2 separate regions of the Mus musculus genome follow, and region 2 is linked to region 1. Evidence: chromatin contacts called from public Micro-C data. All regions are on one chromosome and are shown on one strand. Each heading gives the region's core, a stretch centred on a gene start, on an enhancer-like site or on the middle of the called end of the contact. The rest is flanking DNA. Distances are from core to core; before and after follow the strand shown. Region 1 overlaps Wwox (WW domain-containing oxidoreductase). Region 2 overlaps Wwox (WW domain-containing oxidoreductase).

Evidence for each region. A called contact is a pair of places that touch in the nucleus more often than the background predicts.
Region 2: a Micro-C map of granulosa cells shows a contact between it and region 1, with 3 times the contacts expected there. The contact joins two enhancer-like sites. A contact is called at or near these places in 1 of 15 datasets of contacts at CTCF or cohesin (pro-B cells), 20 of 484 Hi-C or Micro-C datasets (B cells, the BV-2 cell line, CD4 T cells and 11 more), 2 of 115 datasets of contacts at active chromatin or transcription factors (fibro-adipogenic progenitors and large pre-B cells) and 1 of 9 other capture datasets (embryonic stem cells).

The regions. Positions count from the first base shown.
Region 1 is chr8:114,776,128-114,779,226 of GRCm38.p6, reverse strand. The region is part of intron 8 of Wwox (WW domain-containing oxidoreductase); the gene reads right to left. Among named protein-coding and RNA genes, the nearest start is that of Gm16118, 70 kb to the right of the region's middle. Within about 2 kb of position 1,401, at least 52 of the 459 cell types and tissues checked have an H3K27ac peak or open chromatin away from gene starts, as enhancers often do. A contact at or near this core is called in granulosa cells, where this site is marked.
Region 2 is chr8:115,088,887-115,091,924 of GRCm38.p6, reverse strand. All of the region lies in intron 8 of Wwox (WW domain-containing oxidoreductase), which reads right to left. Among named protein-coding and RNA genes, the nearest start is that of Gm39257, 130 kb to the right of the region's middle. Within about 2 kb of position 1,599, at least 4 of the 459 cell types and tissues checked have an H3K27ac peak or open chromatin away from gene starts, as enhancers often do. A contact at or near this core is called in granulosa cells, where this site is marked.

The sequences.
Region 1 (3,099 bases), core at 152-2,651:
ACCACGACGCCCAGGGCTGTGCAGATGCAAGTTATATCTGTGAACTGCAGAGTCTTAGACAGAACCCGCTCCCTGTGATGCGGTGTTTCTGACAGTCACTGATCTTGTCAGCGTACGTACTCTTCCTTTTTGTGTGGACAGTGGAGTCCTGAGAGCCCATCTTCCCCATTTCCAGGGCAAGATTGTGGGAGAGCAGGAGCTGTGCAACCCAGCACTAAGCATAACCTGTCATAAACGGCACGCGGTGCTTAGTATTCAGAACAAGACATCTCTGTCTCATTCTCGAAGACCCTTTTGACAAAAGCCATCTCGCAGCTGCCAGGAGTATCGAGTCCAGCTGAGGACAAACTTCAAGATGAACCTGAAATCAATTGGCCATCAAATTTTCATGCCTCTCCCAGACTATCTGTGGCATTTTAATTACAAGCACCCTCGGCGGGGGGTGCTACAGATATTGACACTTGGCTCCTACAATAAACTTTATTGGCAACCTCTGTCTGCATGCAGGACTTGCCTAGAATAACAAGAAATGTATGAGAAGCAGGAGTGGAGTGCAATTGCTCAAAATCACCCCCCTCCCCTCCCCTGAAAGGGGACTAGGCATTACTTGGCACGAGCGATAGGACAAGGAATGATCTGAGTTGGATAAATGACTGGGTGTGGAGAGATGGGTCAGTGGCAAAGCACGTGCCACAAGGGTGAGGGGCTGAGTTTAGCTTTAAGAAACCCATGGAGAGCCAAATGTGAGAGCACATGTTTATACTCCCAGTGGATGGTGCTGAGTTGGGAGGTAGAGACAGGAGACTCCCTAGAAAGCTCACCAGCCACCAGAAAGCTGGTGGACGTTAAGGAGGGCCAATATCTGAGGTTGACTTGTGCTCTCCACATGTGCACTCTGTGGCACATACGTCCTTGCACACATGAAGAGGTAAGCATGCACACACAGGCACATGTGCACAGACAATGTGCACTTAATCTTCAGATTACACGTGCTGCCATGTCCTAGGAGTCCTAGGGTACCTGCCTATGGCACAGCAGAGTGTCATCTTGCTTTCTTCTGTATGGGATGAGTATTGCTGAAATACATCATTCCCCAGCCCTTCAAAGGACAGAATGGACCAAAGGCCATAGGCTTGAGTTAAGGGAATGGAATCACTCACTGCTGGTGGTCGGGCAGTCTGTGTGTTGGGTTGGTAGACATCTATCTACTTCAGGAGCAAGAGAAGCCAGCCTCTGACATTTCCTCGCTTTGGCCCCGGCTGTTAGATGGGCTGTAAATATCAAGAGGAAGTCAAGGAGACCTTGTGATTCGCCAGCCACAAAGGATCCTTGCTCTGTGAAAAGTAAGGACTTTAGAACTGCAGGCTTGAAGCTGAGCACTCCTCAGCAGGGAGTGGGGGTGGGGAGTTGGGACAAAGGTTACAGCATTGTTGTGTCTCCCAGTGTCACAGACGCTCAGGCACAATCCTGCAGCTGCCTGATACGGACCCAATATTCTGATAAATATAACAACTGGCTTTCTGAAAACAAGAGAGAGCGTATGAACAGGTACACGGGGCTGTCACACACTCTCTAGTGCAAAGGACAACTGGTGTGGCCTTTATCAGTAAGAGACATGCAAAACTGTTTGTTACAAATGCCACACAGCCAACTGAGGCTCAAGGGAAGCTTTTATTGATTTGTGACAAACACTTGTATCCAGAGCTGAGCTATGGCCCAGCCTGGGGAGCAAGTGACAACCCCTCTGAGTGTGGCTTGATGATTCAGAGTGAATCACTTAGTGTGAACACTGAGACATGTACTCTGGCATTCCACACATTCTTCCATTGTGCGAGTGAATTCTTCGCTGGATTGGATAAGTCAGTTTTTAATTCGGTGTTCTGTGCGTTCATGATGTAATAGGTACAGGTATGTTAGTTAGCCTACAACCTATTCTGCAATGGGAACATTGTAACCACTTTCTCCATTAAGACCACATAGATAAAGCAATCTTGCTTCCCTGTGTAGGTTTTGCCCATTCCTGTGGGGCAAATATGCCTGCCATGGCTGCTCTCAAGACATCAAGGCAATATCCTTAAACACAGGGTCTGATTGTGTTTACATCTTTCCACTATTTGGAACGCAATGGACCTCGGAAGTCTCTTTACCAACCTTTCAACTTTAGGACATGATTTTGCCATCTACAGAGTTCTCGGTAGAGAACCACGACCTTGAGTCACGAAACAAAATTTTCAAAAAAACGGTATCTTCAAACACTCGAAGTGGGCGTTTGAGTTTGTTTTGGGAAGCATTTACATCTATCCTTGGCCCAGCTTGACCCCGCGGCCACAAGCTGGACTTGGCTACAAAAGCACTGGTAATGGTCAGATGTGGTTTCAAGAAAAGAAAAATGCAGGAAGCACAGAGCTCTGATATTAATTGAATAACTCAGTTACTGCATAGCCCCAGGGCCATGTAGGGAGAGAGTTCCCTTCAGAGTGAACATAGTGGGCATTATACAAAAGTACACAAGTAGACACACACACACACACACCAGGAGATTCTGCCAACAAACCCCTGTGTTGTCATCTTACAGACAGGGACCCTTTGAAACACAGGCTGGTGATCAATGCCTGAAATACAACAGCAGAAGATTATCAGAAAGTTGTATCTGGAAGAGTTGGTAGGCCCACAAAGAAAGTGGGAAGAATAGACCCCACTATAGAGAGTAGTCAACTGCAGTCCCCGTTGACAGGGCTATCAATAGACGGCCTCCCCACTAGCTTTTGTCTACTCCTTAGAGGGTTTTGCTTTGTTTTGTTTTAATAAGAAACAATCACGGAGCTGGAGAGATGGCTGAATGGTTAGAGCACTCTCTGCTCCTGCAGAGGTTCGGTTCCCAACACCGCATTGGAGAATTTACAGTGAGCCGTATCTCAAGCTTCAGAGAATCTGCCCCCTCGACTGGTACCTCATGTGCACATACCCACACATAGGCACATATATGTGCACATACTTAAAAGTTAAATAAGTATTTTTAAATGAGAAAAAAATCGCAATCTTCTTGTGAATTATTTGCTATCATTACAAAGGCAAAAACAATATTGATTCATCAAGCTG
Region 2 (3,038 bases), core at 350-2,849, 310 kb before region 1:
TCCTACCACCATGCCTCTCTGTTTCACAATCATGGACTCCTATTCCTTTGGCACTGTAAACCCAAATAAACCCTTCTTTCTTTATGTTGCTTTGGTTGTGGCTTTGTCACAGCAATAGAAAAATGATCAAAACACCTATTCACTTCCTTGGGCCAATAAAAGAAAGCTGAAATGGCAAGGGTCACTTCTAGGAAGATAGATGAAGAACTTAGTTTTGTGAGTTCTCCCTCCTTTCCTCTCTCTCTCTATTCCTCCTTCTCTCTTTCTCTGTTCTCCCATCCTCCCCTCTTCTTCCTGCCTTCTGCTTTCCAGTCCCATCACTTGCTGCTGTACCTCCCCACAATCCCATCTCAAAGAACTATAGGATGAGGTCTTAGAAACTGTGAGCCAAAAGGAATCTGGTTAAGGTGGTGCATGCCTTTAGTCTTGGCACTGGGGAGGCAGAAGCAGGTGAGCCTTTATGGGTTTGAGGGCAGCCTGGTTGGCATAGTGAGTTCCAGGTCAACTACAGCTACACAGTAAGATCATGTGTCAAAACATTACAAAGAAAGAAAGGAAGGAAGAAAGAAAGAAAGAAAGAAAGAAAGAAAGAAAGAAAGAAAGAGAGAGAGAGAGAAAGGGAGGGGAGGGGAGGGGAGGGGAGGGGAGGGGAGGGGAGGGGAGGGGAGGGGAGGGGAGGGGAGGGGAGGGGAGGAGAGGAGAGGAGAGGAGAGGAGAGGAGAGGAGAGGAGAGGAGAGGAGAGGAGAGGAGAGGAAAGGAAAGGAAAGGAAAGGAAAGGAAAGGAAAGGAAAGGAAAGGAAAGGAAAGGAAAGGAAAGGAATCCTTCCTCCTATAAGCTGTTTGTCTCAGGTATTTTATCATAGCCACAGAAAGCTGACAAACATGCCAAGTCACACTGAATCCCAGGAAAAGACAATGGTCTTCTTTCATGAACTTGAACTTGGAAATGTAGTATAGACTTCACTGCTATAACTCCATGTCAATGCAGAGGAAGCACACCCTGGGTGCTGGTCATTCACCCCCCCCCCCGAACTGGTCCTTACTACAACTGTCATGCACACACACACACACACACACACACGTGTGTGTGTGTATGTATGTATATGTATGTGTATACATATAATATATGCATAATATATGTATATAGCCATATATAAAGTCATATATACATATATAATATATTATGTCATATATCATATACATTTTCCTATGTTCCAGTTAATTGTTTGGATGATCTTTTCTTCCATTTGCACTCACAAAGCTCACGAGTGTGTATATGGTGGAAAATGGGAAACAAGTTTCACGACCCTGGGCTATTAAATTCAGGTAACACATCCCAGGACTGCTCAGAGATTTAGCTTAGAGCCTAGAACAACCATGACTGCTTTGATTCATTTTCATATCTAAGGAGAGCATGGTGGCTGGCCCTGTCTTCCTTCTAACGGGCAGAGTAACCCTTGATTCCAGCCAGTCTGGGACAGTTGGTTCCTATCTGTTGTCCCAGCACACACGTTGGTGTCTTTCCACTCTCAAGATTACCCAGAGTGGAATAGGATAAGAAAACGGAGGGAGGCTCTCCTGCCCTGTCCGCTTTACAAAGATTGTTACTCTCCTTGAGAGCAAAACATTCTGAATTCCTCTCAGAGATAACCATGGCTAATTATATACCCCATGCATGATATCTTCTTTCCAGTCTTCCCATGTTTGACGTTTTGTGGGATTAATCATTGCTTTTGGTTGAACTGGGTTCTCGAAAGCCGGGTATTATTGTTTTATCTGAAGGAAACCCCTATGAAACGGGGCCTCCATCCATCATAGCTCCCTGGGTAGAAGGAACTGATTAACACTTCCTGGCTTACAAACTTGTTTGTTAACACGGGGTTTCCTCTCAGCTGTCACCGTGATGCGTTCAGTGTGCAGCGTGTTTGGGATTGGGCTGACAGTACTGTTTTATCAAGATGGGACAGTCATCTTTGTGGGGTGTGCAGAGCACGGGGAATCCAACCACCTCTGTAAACACAATGATAACATCGTGTCTGCACACTCCCAGAAGACAATGGGCCCACATCCCCCCTTTCCTAATTGGGATTGGAAACAATAGGTGGGAAATAGGAGACCCTGCTATCATTATCTATTGGCCTTCATTTCTGGGCATTGACTGAGCTGAGCAGTGTGTGTGTGTGTGTGTGTGTGTGTGTGTGTGTGTGTGTGTGTGAAGAAACAGCAAATTAAAATTCAGCCTTCTTCCATTTTTCTTCCTTGAGTGTTAATCTTGTTATAAAGCTCTGGTGACAGAGATTCAAGACAGGAAGTAGAGGTTGGGAGAGTTATAAACAGTTGTGGACAGGAGCCGCTTTGCTTTCAGAATTACTTAATAGGCAAAGGCCCGAACAGGGGAGATAGTTAGAGGAGAATTGGCAAAGGAACGTTAAAGGGTGAGGCTGGTCAGGAAGAGAAAAAGGGACTGTGGGTGTGGCAGGGGAGGGGCTCTTGCACAGCATGTATGGGACACCTGCTTTCACCCCCAATATCATAAACAACTATAATTATACTGCAGAAGGAAGAGACATAGACCCTTCTCCCAAAAGGTAAGTGAAATAACTTATCTTGATCCCATGAACTAACACCATCGGATGTCTTCTTTTTCCTAGGAACCATCGACATCAAGTACAATTTTCTAGTACTTAAAAAATCCAAAGTGCTCAGTACTTTGGTAGCATTTGAACACTGGGTGTCATGATCTACAGGATGGAGCATCTGTAAAGTTCAGAGTAGGCTCGTTGGTGGGCATGCTCAGAGGAAGAGAGCTGCTATGAGCCACAACCTACAGAACTTCAATTTCCACTTCCTATTACCCTCTTTGGATGGAGGAATGGTCTCTATGGAACCTCACCTAGTGCACAACTCTTCGCTGTCATGGGATTCAAGTGGGCAAGTTAGTCACCATGTGACTGAGTTCTGTGCGAATGACTACAGAGGTCCCGTGTGTGCTGGGAATCTCTGTATCTGTATAACCCAAGCCACATGAGTGGATGGC